Linked DNA regions of Mus musculus: regions 2, 3 and 4 are each linked to region 1. The links are chromatin contacts, called in public HiChIP or PLAC-seq maps. All regions are on one chromosome and are shown on one strand. The core of a region is the stretch at or near the end of the contact, and the rest is flanking DNA. Distances in the headings are between cores, read along the strand shown.

Region 1 (2,762 bases), core at 94-2,593:
ACTAACACACACGCTAGCCCTGTTTACTCTTATTGCCTTGCTCCTGGCACTCACTCCTTCCTGTACCAGGGCCTTGGGCACCTCTCCCCACCTCTCCAGAACGGTCTGCTCACGACCAGGGCCCACTGCACACACCTCCCTCAGGGCTTCACTCTGCTGTGCTAGTTTCACAGTGCTCGTTTAACCCGTCTCCATCATCGGACAGACTCTATGATGGCAGAAGGTTTCTCTGTCTGTTCCTTATTCTATCCCCACAGTTCAAACAACACCTGGTATTCAGTACCGTTGATGGTAAATAAACGAATCACAGTCTAACTCTCAAAATAACCCTCAAGGTGAGCACTACACAGAAGAAGTAAGTGACTTTGCATAACAACAAGGGCCTGAGCTTGGGCACTCAGGACAGGGAAGATGTGACAAAGCTGGCAGGCAGTTAGCTTTGGGATGTGCACAGCACCAAAGTGAAGGGCCTGGAGGGTGGGGCAGGGGGGCACACAAGATAGCATCATCAAGTTCCTGAACCACTTTTGGCACACCCTGTTCAGTCCAATGGATCGCTCAGAGAAGCTTCTATTAGCAATAGAAAGTAATTAACACAGACCTACAACTAGCCAAGCTTCAGAGAGTAAAAGATTATAGACTATTCAGCCCAAAAATGTATACCCTCCACCCACCAAGGCTCAGAGATCACTGAGGAAGAGGGGGGCGGAAAGAGTGTGAAAGCAGAGGTGGTGACGGTGACTGGGAAAGCACACACACACACCCAACCCCCCCACTCCCCCCATCCCCGCTGTCTGCATGAACTCAGCAAGCCCCAAGGACCTGCTCTCAGGAGTATAGAGCACACAGTCCCACCCCTAACAGCAAAGCTGCTGACAACTGTGAGCTGTGGAGAGAAGAGCATTTTCTCTGGGAATACAGCCCCAAGTACACTGATCACACTCTAGGAGAAAACCATATATCCAAGAATATTTTGGCAGCACAAATTATCTTGAGGGTTTTGGTGTTTGTAAAAGGTCACAGAGCTAGGTGGGCAAAGAAAAGGTCTGGGAAAAGTTGAGAGGTGATTTTGACCAAAATGTATTGTACAAAACTCTCAAAGAACTAGCAACTTTTTTTATCCGGTTGGCTCCCAGCAAATGTGACAGATCAGCAAGGACTTTGTGAGAAGCCTGGCAAATGCACCTGGTAGAGTTACATTTGTACCAACAGTCTAGACGACTGAGGTGTCGGTGGGGTGGAAAGAGCCTTACTGGAGAAATGAAGAAGCAAGCATAATCAGAAGCTTACACCACGTGGCACTCCAGGAAGACTGAGTGAGCTCTGAGGTTGAGCATACAGAGAAGATGCACAAGAAGAATCTCACAGCAGCCTAGCAAGCAACCAACCAGCGGAATTACAAGTCAAACCCCGGCAATCTGATCCTACCACGACCACATCCTACATTTCACTGCCATGCAGCACCACAGTCCTGCTGTCGGTTACGAGAAAGACACATAGACGGTCACGAGAAGCACTAACAGGGGCTAGAGAGATGCCTCGGTGGTTAAGAGCACTGGCTGCTCCTCCAAAGGCCCGGGGTTCAATTCCCAGCACCCACATGGCAGTTCGCAGCTATCTATAACTCCAGTTCCAGGGGATCTGATGCCCTCACACATAGCATACAAGCAGGCAGAACACTAGTAGTGTCAAATAAAACATTAAATAAATAAATAAGCACTAACGAATCACAGCGGTGCCTTGTCCATAACAAGCACATGCAACTTCGAATGGAGACAGCAGAACAGTGTGGTGCACACTTACTACATGCTGAAATGATCAAAACTAAGACGTGTAACTGTGTGTTAATGTGAAACCACCCCCAAAGGCTACTGAAAGCCTGGTCTGAGAGCAGCATGGTGTGGTCAGTGCCTGGATGGCACTGGGACTAAACATCACTGGGTTAACTCAGAGGCAAATGGCCTGCTGTAGAACTGTGCTTCTCCAAGTGTCCTCCTCCATCTCTTCTCTCCCTCTTCCCCTTCCCTTCTTCTTCCCCTTCCCCTCCACCCTCTGTGGCAACCAACACAGCCTCTCTCTCCATTCTTCCACCCACCCATGAAGCAACCCTCTCCATCATACACCCTCACCACCACGGTACCCTGCCTCACACAGCCCTACAGGAGAGCATTTCTAAAGCCATGATCTGAAGCAAATCTTTCCTCTCTGAAATTGTTCTTCCCAGGCACCTGTCACTATGGTAGAAAGCTCAAACGCATTCTCATTCATATTCTCTCTCTCTCCCTCTCTCTCTCTCTCTCTCACACACACACACACACACACACACTCACACACACTTTCTCACATTCTCTCCTCTCTCTCACACACACACACACATGCACTCACACACACTTTCTCACATTCTCTCCTCTCTCTCACATACACACACATGCACTCACACACACTTTCTCACATTCTCTCCTCTCTCTCACATACACACACTTTCTCTCTCACATTCTCTCTCCTCTTTCTCTCTCTCTCTCTCTCTCTCCCTCTCTCTCTCTCACACACACACACACACTCACACACACTTTCTCACATTCCTCTCTCTCTCACACACACACATGCACTCACACACACACTTTCTCACATTCTCTCTCTCACATACACACACTTTCTCTCTCACATTCTCTCTCTCTCACATACACACACTTTCTCATATTCTCTCTCCTTTCTCTCTCTCTCTCTCTCTCTCTCTCTCTCTCTCTCACACACACACACAC
Region 2 (2,762 bases), core at 188-2,687, 170 kb before region 1:
CTAGTTGGTTTTAGAATATAAAATTTATAAAGAATAAGAATACACGCCGCCAGCATAGCCATCGTTTTTCCTGGGTAAAACCATCTGAGAGCGGCACGTTAGGGGCTGCCATGTTTTGATGCTTCACTCTGGCACTAGAAATCCATAAAATGGGGATTTATGAAACTCTCTCCAAATATAATAGAATTAGCTGGCTGACTTGTCCGAGTAAGTCCAATGTCAACTGCTTGCAAAATTATTAAGAGAAAATTATGACGGAACGCTTGGCTACCCTCAGATGGTCAAGGCAAAAGAAACTTCTAGATGAGGAGAAAAAGGCGTCCGCCAGGACAGTCACCGTCGTGTGTCCCAATGTCTCCATCTGCTTGAGTCAGATCAGTCACGTTGGGCACATCAAGAACACTCTGGTGTTTGCATTTGCCTTTGCATCGGGATGGAATGAGAGCTGGGGTAAGTGACGTCCACTCCTAGTTTTCTTCATCTCTTTGGAGCCAGGCTTGCTCCCACGCATGCGCATGTGGACATCAAAAGGCTCACGCCCAGAAATCTACCCCTGCCAGTTTCTCCTCTGCCCATATCCTGGCTGCACGCCCCCTCTCTTAGCACTGCTGTATTATTCATTTGAAAAGTCACACTCGTTTTACAAAGTGCCCTGGGACTGGGATGTCCCCACCCCCCACCCCACGATCCATTCTTGTTTGGATGACTCAGTCACTGGAGTTATGCCCCCAGAGTGCTAATAAGAACGCTGTACTCTTGGTACTGGGTAATAAGTACATCGGATCCTCTCTTGACCTTTAGAGAACACCGAGGGCTCTCTATTTGAAGAAAATAAAACCCACACTAGGTAGAGGAGAGGTCCTATCTAGCTCAAAGCTATTGGTGTCTGGTATGTTTTCAGAAACAAAGCTGGATTCATTTCAACGCTGCATCGGGCTGATTTACAGGCATTAGGGCAGACACTGATGGCTGCTAGCATGGATTCCTGGGACTACAAGCAGTCTCTCCACTCTCAGCAGTATAGAGATCTATAATCCCAGTAACTTAGAGAACAGGAGAATCGGGAGTTCCAGGTCACCCTCAGCTATGCAGCAAATTTGAGGCCACCCTGGGTTACATGAAACCATCTCAAAAAAAATGAAAAGCAAACATCTCCATTTAAAAACAAAACTTTTAGGGCTGAAGGTATGGCTCAGTGGATAGGGATGCTTGCTGCGCAAGCATAAAGACCTGGATTCAAACACTCTGTACCCTGCAGACAAAGTTCAGCACAGTTGAATGTGCCCGTAACTCCAGCATCAGGGTAGTGGAAATGAGAGGATCGCTTGATTTAATGTTGCTGGGTTCCCACCAGAGAAGGTCTCATGTACACAGTTATGAGCCAACCGAAAGTCTATTCTAGTCCGTTGGTGACTACACCTGGGTATTCGAGACCCAAGTGCAGTCTCAAGCCTTTCTCAGGGCCCACATCCTGGGTGGGAAGTCCCCAAGGTTCCCTGCCCACAGCTGCAAGCTAAGCAGATAGTTGCAAAAGCCAAAATACACAACTAGCTGATACTGAGGCCAGGCTGACCCCTGAAAAGAACCCACATCATAGCCTTGAATTTTTTTTTTAACTTCCTCCTAATGAGACAAAATGCATTTGAGGTATCAGGATGGACTCACCACAGTCAACTTGAAGTTCTCGTCACATTCTCTGCCAGCTCCACATGCATGGGTCAAATGGTAGACTCGTCCTGGGAAAGGACGGTTATAGTGTCCCCTGAGGACTACAAGTTTTACTGAACTGATTCCTTTTCTAGAATAGGTAGCCAGGTTGTTAAGGATACAAGGGCCAACAGCTAGGGCCTAGAGGGGGATTAAGGGGCAGGTGATGGAAGAGACCAGGGTGGTCAGCCAAGGTGATCAGGAAGATAGGGATTGATGGCAGTTATTGGACTCAATGTCTTTCCTTTTCCGTCTCCTTTATGTTATTTCTGACCATTGCTAGGCTTTCCCTGGTGTTTCTAGACCGATTAGCATAGAAGCAACAAGTTTCATAAGACCTCCCTGTTTCACAAAAAGGTTCAGCCCCCTCTAGGAGGCCTACCTCTAAAAGGGAGTGGACTTGACTCTCTAGTCTGGAAATACACTTCTCCAAATAACCTGGGTCTAAATCTACCTGGGAGCTTGAGTTCCCAACAATAATGGCTGAGGTGTACTAACTACACTAGGACCAGGACAAGAATCGGAGCTCATTTAACCCTTGTATGGGTTCTCCCTCTCTGTTACAAACACACATACCCAGGGATAACAGACCAGCCTACACAGAGTGGGAGTATAACTCCCCAGTGGGGGTGGGGAGGCACACTTAGTATAAGCAAGCTAGATATTCAGGGGCATCAAGGAATATGTAGTCCTCTAAGCTGGCATCTGTTTGCTGGATGTTTGAGAAAACGAGTATAAGGTGAGGAAGCAAGATTATACTGTGAAGATATGACATAGGTGCTGTTTCCTTGAGGGTCTCCTAAAGTAATCTAAGTTCTTTACACTCACGTCCGTAGAGTCTCACCCTGAGAGAATGTTTGGTTGGGCTCTACTCCTTATAGTAAGGTGGCAGTGGATCCAGACATAACCAGCAGTCCTGCCCTAGGCGGGACTAAGTTGGGAGTGTTTAAAGGGAAATGGATCTAGAGTAGAAGGAGGGGCTTCGACTGGAATGGGGCTGTCTTAATCACTGTCCTACTGCTGTGGAGAGACACATGAGCAAGAAAACTTATGGG
Region 3 (2,762 bases), core at 83-2,582, 170 kb after region 1:
TTTTCCTCGGGATTTTTGCTTTACAGAGTAATTGGACGTATTAGCTCAGTGCATTGGGAGTTTGTCCTGATTGCTTGTTCTTGCTGGACAAGCGGCAGCCCTGGAGATGCTCACATCCAGGCTGCTGTAGCTGATGTGAGGGTGGCACATAGGTTGTCTGGCAGGAGGCCAGTCCATCTAAACCTTCCACTGCAGGGAAAGCTCGTAAGCTGAAGCAGACATTGCCAGTTCCACTTTCTTCCTCTGAGAAAGTCCCATTCTGCTCAAGGCCAGCACTGTCAAGTTTGACTTCCTTTCTGTAGTTGTGGGAGAAGTAAACACCTCTTGTGTTGCTGTGTGTGATATATTGTGTTTCTGCTGATCATAGCTGAGGGAAAGAGAGGCTGGTCAGTTAGAACCGGATTGCTGCTGCATACCGGGAGTAAGGGCACAAAGGAAGAAAAAAAAAACGACTAGTCTTCAATTTTTCTTGGTGTGTGTGTGTGTGTGTGTGTGTGCACGCTCGCGTGAACACGTGCGTGTGTGTACCTGTGTGTACATGTACTTCTGCTGCACACATGGAGGCTAGAGGAAATCTTTGGTGCCATTCTCAGGAACACTGTACACTTCATTTGAGACAGGTTCTCTCCTTGGCCCAGAGCTCACTGCTAAGGCCAGACTGGCCAGCGAGCCTGTCTCTAACCCCTCAGTGCTAATTACAAGTGCACCTGCCATTTTTATGTGGTTCTTAGGGATTGAACTCAGGTCCTACTTGAAGGGCCTTTGTTGACTGAGCCGTCTCTCCAGACCCTTGAGTTTCTTTCATTATGTATATCATTTATTATCATGTTATTTATATCCCATTATCATACTGGGATAATGCAACTCTTTATTTTGCTCATTGTAAATTTAATATTTTAGTTTTTGTCCCTACTACCTTAAAATTGAAGTTTTTTTCATGGTTAAACTAGTATAGAATTTAGCCTTTCATAGCATCAAGATTTTTCTGAGTACTTAACTTCCTTCAGACTTGGTCCTTTCTAGTTCTTACAAAAACCATTGACTGTGAAGGTCTTTTGACTTGTATGCTAATTAACAGCCATTTGACATTGGATACTGTTCGAAGAGCACAGAATAGATGACACCCTTCTCTTTTGTGTCTGTATATATCTTTGGGATGGGGTGCATTGAACTAGGGGGCAGGCAGAAGGTGTAAATGCAAAATGGTGGTGTGTTAAAGAGCTTGAGGCATTTGGGAAGAGTAAAAGCTGGGCTTTGTTGTAATTGTTCTTCAGTAATACCCTCTGCCTGCCTTGCTGCATCTGGTGGGAGGAGCCTCGTGGCTTTCCGGTGTTGGGGCACCCACCAACGCCTCAGCACTGCCTGCAAGGTTCCAGCGCTCGCTGCAGGACCTTGGCTGTGGATAGTTTGTTTTCCGTGTTCCTTCAGTGCCTTTCCTCATGATGCTCAGTGGATTCAACTCTCTGTTTAGATCACTGCAGTGAGTTGGGCTGATGTTTTCGAGGCGCAGTTGGCTCTCAGTCTGAGTTTCCCCCTGCATCTTAGCTGTGGGTACTCTGCTGTGTAGTTGCAACTGCTTGGCCATGCAGCCTTCATTCAGCAGAGAAAGAGGGGGCAGGACCTGTCTGCTGCAGAGGAGGAAAGGGCGGGACCTGCTTACTACAGAGGAGGAGGGGGCGGGACCTGTTTACTACAGAGGAGGAGGGGCTGGACCTATCAACTACAGAGGAGGAGGGATATGACCTGTCTGCAGAGGAGGAGGGGGCGGGATCTATCAACTGTAGAGGAAGACGGGGAGGGGCTTATTTATTTCAGAAAAAGATGAGGCAGGAACTGTCTGCAGTGGAGGAGGGGCGGGTCCTAACAAACTGCAGAGGAAGAAGGGAGGGGTGGGACTTGTCTGTTGGAGAAGAGGTGGGGATGGGACCTGTCTGCTGCAGAGGAAGAAGGGCAGAACCTGCCTGCTGCAGAGTGGGGAGAGGGCGGGGCCTGTCTACTGCAGAGGAAGACCTGCTCCAAGGCTTCATCAGTATGCACCATTTTACTTAACAGTGAGATTTATTTATTTTAGCACTCATTAAACTATAACAGGCAGAAAACACTGATTGTGGAAATTGAGAGCCTTATGTCCACTGTACAGAGAAAACGATTGGTATAAATATCTCAAGACAAAATATTTCAGGGTATCATCCATATATATAGATCACAGATATGCTCATTAAAAAAAGCATTGATGTTAGTAGGGTCTCAATTGTGTCTTTCTCTGCCCCACCAGATTCATATACCTGTTCTGTGCCTTTGCCACCAGAGCCAGCTCTATCGTGTTGCCCAGGCAAGGTGTAGGGCTCCCTCTCCAGAGTTCTGCAGCTAGAAAGGAGCAGGGCCACCTCTCTGGCTCTTGACCTTGGAGGATGTTCACCCGCCTGCTGCAGGCATTGAGGGGTGAGGTGGGGGGAGAGCTTCTCTTCCCTGCCCCTACCACCCTACAGCAGATGAGAGGCGGGGTCAGCTTCCCACTCTCACACCCTCTGGTCAGCCCACCCACTCCCCTGCAGTCAGGGTCAGCTCTACTGTGTTACCCAGGCAAGGGGTGGGGCCATATCAGCACAGTGCCTCAGGCAGCCATCCAGACCAAGGATATCTGCATGGGCTTTGATCTCAACTGCCATAAGACCTTGGACCTAGATTTACACCCCCCCCCCCCCCGACCCCCACCCCTGCAGCAGCATGGCCCTCAGATATCCCACATAGTCTCTGGTGGC
Region 4 (2,762 bases), core at 119-2,618, 140 kb before region 1:
TGACTCCCAAATGCTGGGATTAAAGGCGTGCGCCATCACGCCCGGCCTTCCAAGGAACTGCTTATTAGCGTAACGTGTCCAGCATAAACCTATTTTGCAGTCAGTGCTAAAGGTGAGGTGTAAAAGCTGTGAGCCAATCACAGACTAGCAACTTCTCCTCAAAGGGACCCCAAAACTTTAGGTGGATAAACCTATTAAGCCAGGACCCACAGCCTCTGCCTAGCCTCTGCCTGGGTAATTCCTGACAGCAGGTATCCTGGCTGTCCTGCCTGTGCCCCACTAGGCAAATCTGTGCTTGCCTGCCTTGCAAACCCTTTTAAGAGGTGCTCTTCTAGGATGGACCATGTAGAGACTGCCATATCCAGGGATCCATCCCATAATTAGCCTCCAAACGATGACACCATTGCATACACTAGCAAGCATTTGCTGAAAGGACCCTGATATAGCTGTCTCTTGTGAGACTAGGCCGGGGCCTAGCAAACACAGAAGTGGATGCTCACAGTTGGATGGATCACAGGGCCCCCAATGGAGGAGCTAGAGAAAGTAACCAAGGAGCTAAAGGGATCTGCAACCCTATAGGTGGAACAACATTATGAACTAACCAGTACCCCGGAGCTCTTGACTCTAGCTGCATATGTATCAAAAGATGGCCTAGTCGGCCATCACTGGAAAGAGAGGCCCATTGGACACTCAAACTTTATATGCCCCAGTACAGGGGAACGCCAGGGCCAAAAAGTGGGAGTGGGTGGGTAGGGGAGTGGGGGGGAGGGTATGGGGGACTTTTGGGATAACATTGGAAATGTAATTGAGGAAAATACATAATAAAAAATATTAAAAAAAAAAAAGAGGTGCTCTTCTGGCAGGAATGATTTGCGTGGCTCTGAGTAAACAAACAGAAGTTTACCATCTTTCTAGAGAGCCCACTTCCTTCCCCACTCTCAACCAAGGCTTCCAGAGCAGTTTCTCAACTGACAGACTCTGGGCTCCTCTTAGGGAACGCCAGGACTTCCCAGATCTCTCCTGCACAACACACCGAAACCCCATTAATTTTTCTTTCCCTACTGTTGCTGCAAGTCCTCCTTCCAGGACAACGACATGGCACTCTGTATCTGTGGGCAACAAACTTGACTCTCAGCTCTGGTCAGACCAGGGTGTCGCTGCTTCATCTGCCTTCTGCTGCTCTCCGAGACAGCAAGGGGGCAGAAAACTCTAGGCAGGGATGACATCCTATAAAGTAGCTACAGGACAAAGGGGGAACTCTCCCTCCCTCCTTACAAGAAAATAAGTCCCCAGGGCTGAGTTTACCAACCAGCGGTTAAAGTGCCTGCCTTTACCATAAGCCCTACTCCTTAGGAGAGGAAATGTCAGGGTAGGCAGGGGGGTGGGGAGTTGGCCGCGTGTGTAGAGGGTGGGAATATTTTCAAACTCTGTCCTTTACGCAAAGATCACAAGATGCTAACAGATAAAGCAGAGTTGGTCCTTCATTAAATAGTGGGAAAAACCAAGATACCGTCAAGTTCTGAAACTAGACTATAAACCAGTGACAATAGAATACGGCTGAGTCATTTCTCCTCAGCCCAGAAAAGAAGAGAAATAAACCAACAACAGTAGAGCCCAGTATGCTATTCCCCACCTAAAACACATACCTAAGACCTGGGCCACACATCTGCCCTGCTACCTCAGCCCATTACACATCATCCAGCAAGGCACCAGACCCACGAGGGCGGGACTGGCGGGGCTTCTCCATGAGTGCTTGCCTTTCATTTCACACAGTGTGGGGTTCTGTCTTCCCAGCAGAGTCTCCACTAAGCACATAAGTGTGAGGGCCTGGGAAGGAATAGCCTGGCTTTTCACATGGGAAACCCAGTTTTTATGCCCAGAACCCTATGCCACCCCAATTCCACCTAAACCTCCCCCACCCCCAAATTTTACACAATAAACAAAGACCCGGGCAGCCAGTTCTCCCAGTCATCTGCCCTTCACACTCTTACCTGTACTCCTTTAAAGCCTCTTAGCCTCTCCTCTGGTCTCCACTTCATCCTGGAGATCAGGAGGTTTCCCTAATTTTAGCTGAGTCACCCAAGGTCCCAGTTGTTTTCTACTTTATTGATAACAAAACCACAGAGGCATTCAGATCTAGAGTTCGAGGATGGTCCCCCACAGACTCTAAAATCCCCCTCTCTTTGTGTGTCGGGTAAACACTGCATGTACTTTTTCTTAAAACGGAGTTCCAAGAATTGAACTCAGGATGTCCTACTTGCAAGGCAAGCACCTTACCAACTGAGCCATCTCCCAGCCCTGATGGTCTCTTTCTAAAATGATGGAAACCTGCAGTAAGTTAAAACAGGAAGTGCTGGAGAGATGGCTCTGTGGGTAAAAGCACACAGTGCTCTTGCAGAGGGCCTAAGTTTCAGTTCTTAAGCATCCACATGGAGTGGCTGCTGCAACTCCAGCCCCTGCAGAATCTGGGGACCCCTTCTGGCTTCCCCAGATACCTGCACTCACCTGCACATACTTAGACACAGAGATGCATACGTACTCATAGCTAAAAAGAAAAAAAAAAAACTAACAAGGAAAGCTTTAACACACTGCGAAGATGCTGTGGTTGTCTGAATGAGAAATGTTCCCCCATAAGCTCAGATACTTGTATACTTGTCACCCCTGGTGCCACTGTTTGCAGAGGTTGTGGAAGTACAATTCCCATTCTCATTCTCTCTCTCTTTCTGACTCTCTCTCTGTCTGTCTGTTTCTCCCTCTGTTTC

The links. HiChIP or PLAC-seq counts read pairs in DNA pulled down with a chosen protein or histone mark.
Region 2: a contact with region 1 is called in a BATF HiChIP or PLAC-seq map of CD8 T cells, with 9 read pairs. The contact joins two enhancer-like sites. A contact is called at or near these places in 1 of 15 datasets of contacts at CTCF or cohesin (CD8 T cells), 2 of 484 Hi-C or Micro-C datasets (CD4 T cells and bone marrow-derived macrophages), 12 of 115 datasets of contacts at active chromatin or transcription factors (CD4 single positive thymocytes, CD8 T cells, the HPC-7 cell line and 9 more) and 1 of 9 other capture datasets (embryonic stem cells).
Region 3: a contact with region 1 is called in a BATF HiChIP or PLAC-seq map of CD8 T cells, with 6 read pairs. The contact joins two enhancer-like sites. A contact is called at or near these places in 2 of 115 datasets of contacts at active chromatin or transcription factors (CD8 T cells and embryonic stem cells) and 1 of 9 other capture datasets (adipose tissue).
Region 4: a contact with region 1 is called in a BATF HiChIP or PLAC-seq map of CD8 T cells, with 10 read pairs. The contact joins two enhancer-like sites. A contact is called at or near these places in 2 of 39 promoter capture datasets (the C10 cell line and epiblast stem cells), 1 of 15 datasets of contacts at CTCF or cohesin (CD8 T cells), 2 of 484 Hi-C or Micro-C datasets (CD4 T cells and embryonic stem cells), 3 of 115 datasets of contacts at active chromatin or transcription factors (CD8 T cells, intestinal villus epithelium and stem cell-derived neural progenitor cells) and 3 of 9 other capture datasets (adipose tissue, liver and pancreatic islet).

What each region holds. Positions count from the first base shown.
Region 1 is chr14:121,897,307-121,900,068 of GRCm38.p6, reverse strand. The region is part of intron 1 of Ubac2 (ubiquitin associated domain containing 2); the gene reads right to left. Among named protein-coding and RNA genes, the nearest start is that of Gm46485, 15 kb to the left of the region's middle. Within about 2 kb of position 1,343, at least 47 of the 459 cell types and tissues checked have an H3K27ac peak or open chromatin away from gene starts, as enhancers often do. A contact at or near this core is called in CD8 T cells and T-cell acute lymphoblastic leukemia, where this site is marked.
Region 2 is chr14:122,072,351-122,075,112 of GRCm38.p6, reverse strand. No RefSeq gene overlaps it. Among named protein-coding and RNA genes, the nearest start is that of A330035P11Rik, 33 kb to the left of the region's middle. Within about 2 kb of position 1,437, at least 66 of the 459 cell types and tissues checked have an H3K27ac peak or open chromatin away from gene starts, as enhancers often do. A contact at or near this core is called in CD8 T cells and T-cell acute lymphoblastic leukemia, where this site is marked.
Region 3 is chr14:121,730,946-121,733,707 of GRCm38.p6, reverse strand. It overlaps a transcript of Dock9 not described here. Among named protein-coding and RNA genes, the nearest start is that of Dock9, 34 kb to the right of the region's middle. Within about 2 kb of position 1,332, at least 116 of the 459 cell types and tissues checked have an H3K27ac peak or open chromatin away from gene starts, as enhancers often do. A contact at or near this core is called in CD8 T cells, where this site is marked.
Region 4 is chr14:122,041,072-122,043,833 of GRCm38.p6, reverse strand. No RefSeq gene overlaps it. Among named protein-coding and RNA genes, the nearest start is that of Timm8a2, 7.8 kb to the right of the region's middle. Within about 2 kb of position 1,368, at least 30 of the 459 cell types and tissues checked have an H3K27ac peak or open chromatin away from gene starts, as enhancers often do. A contact at or near this core is called in CD8 T cells, where this site is marked.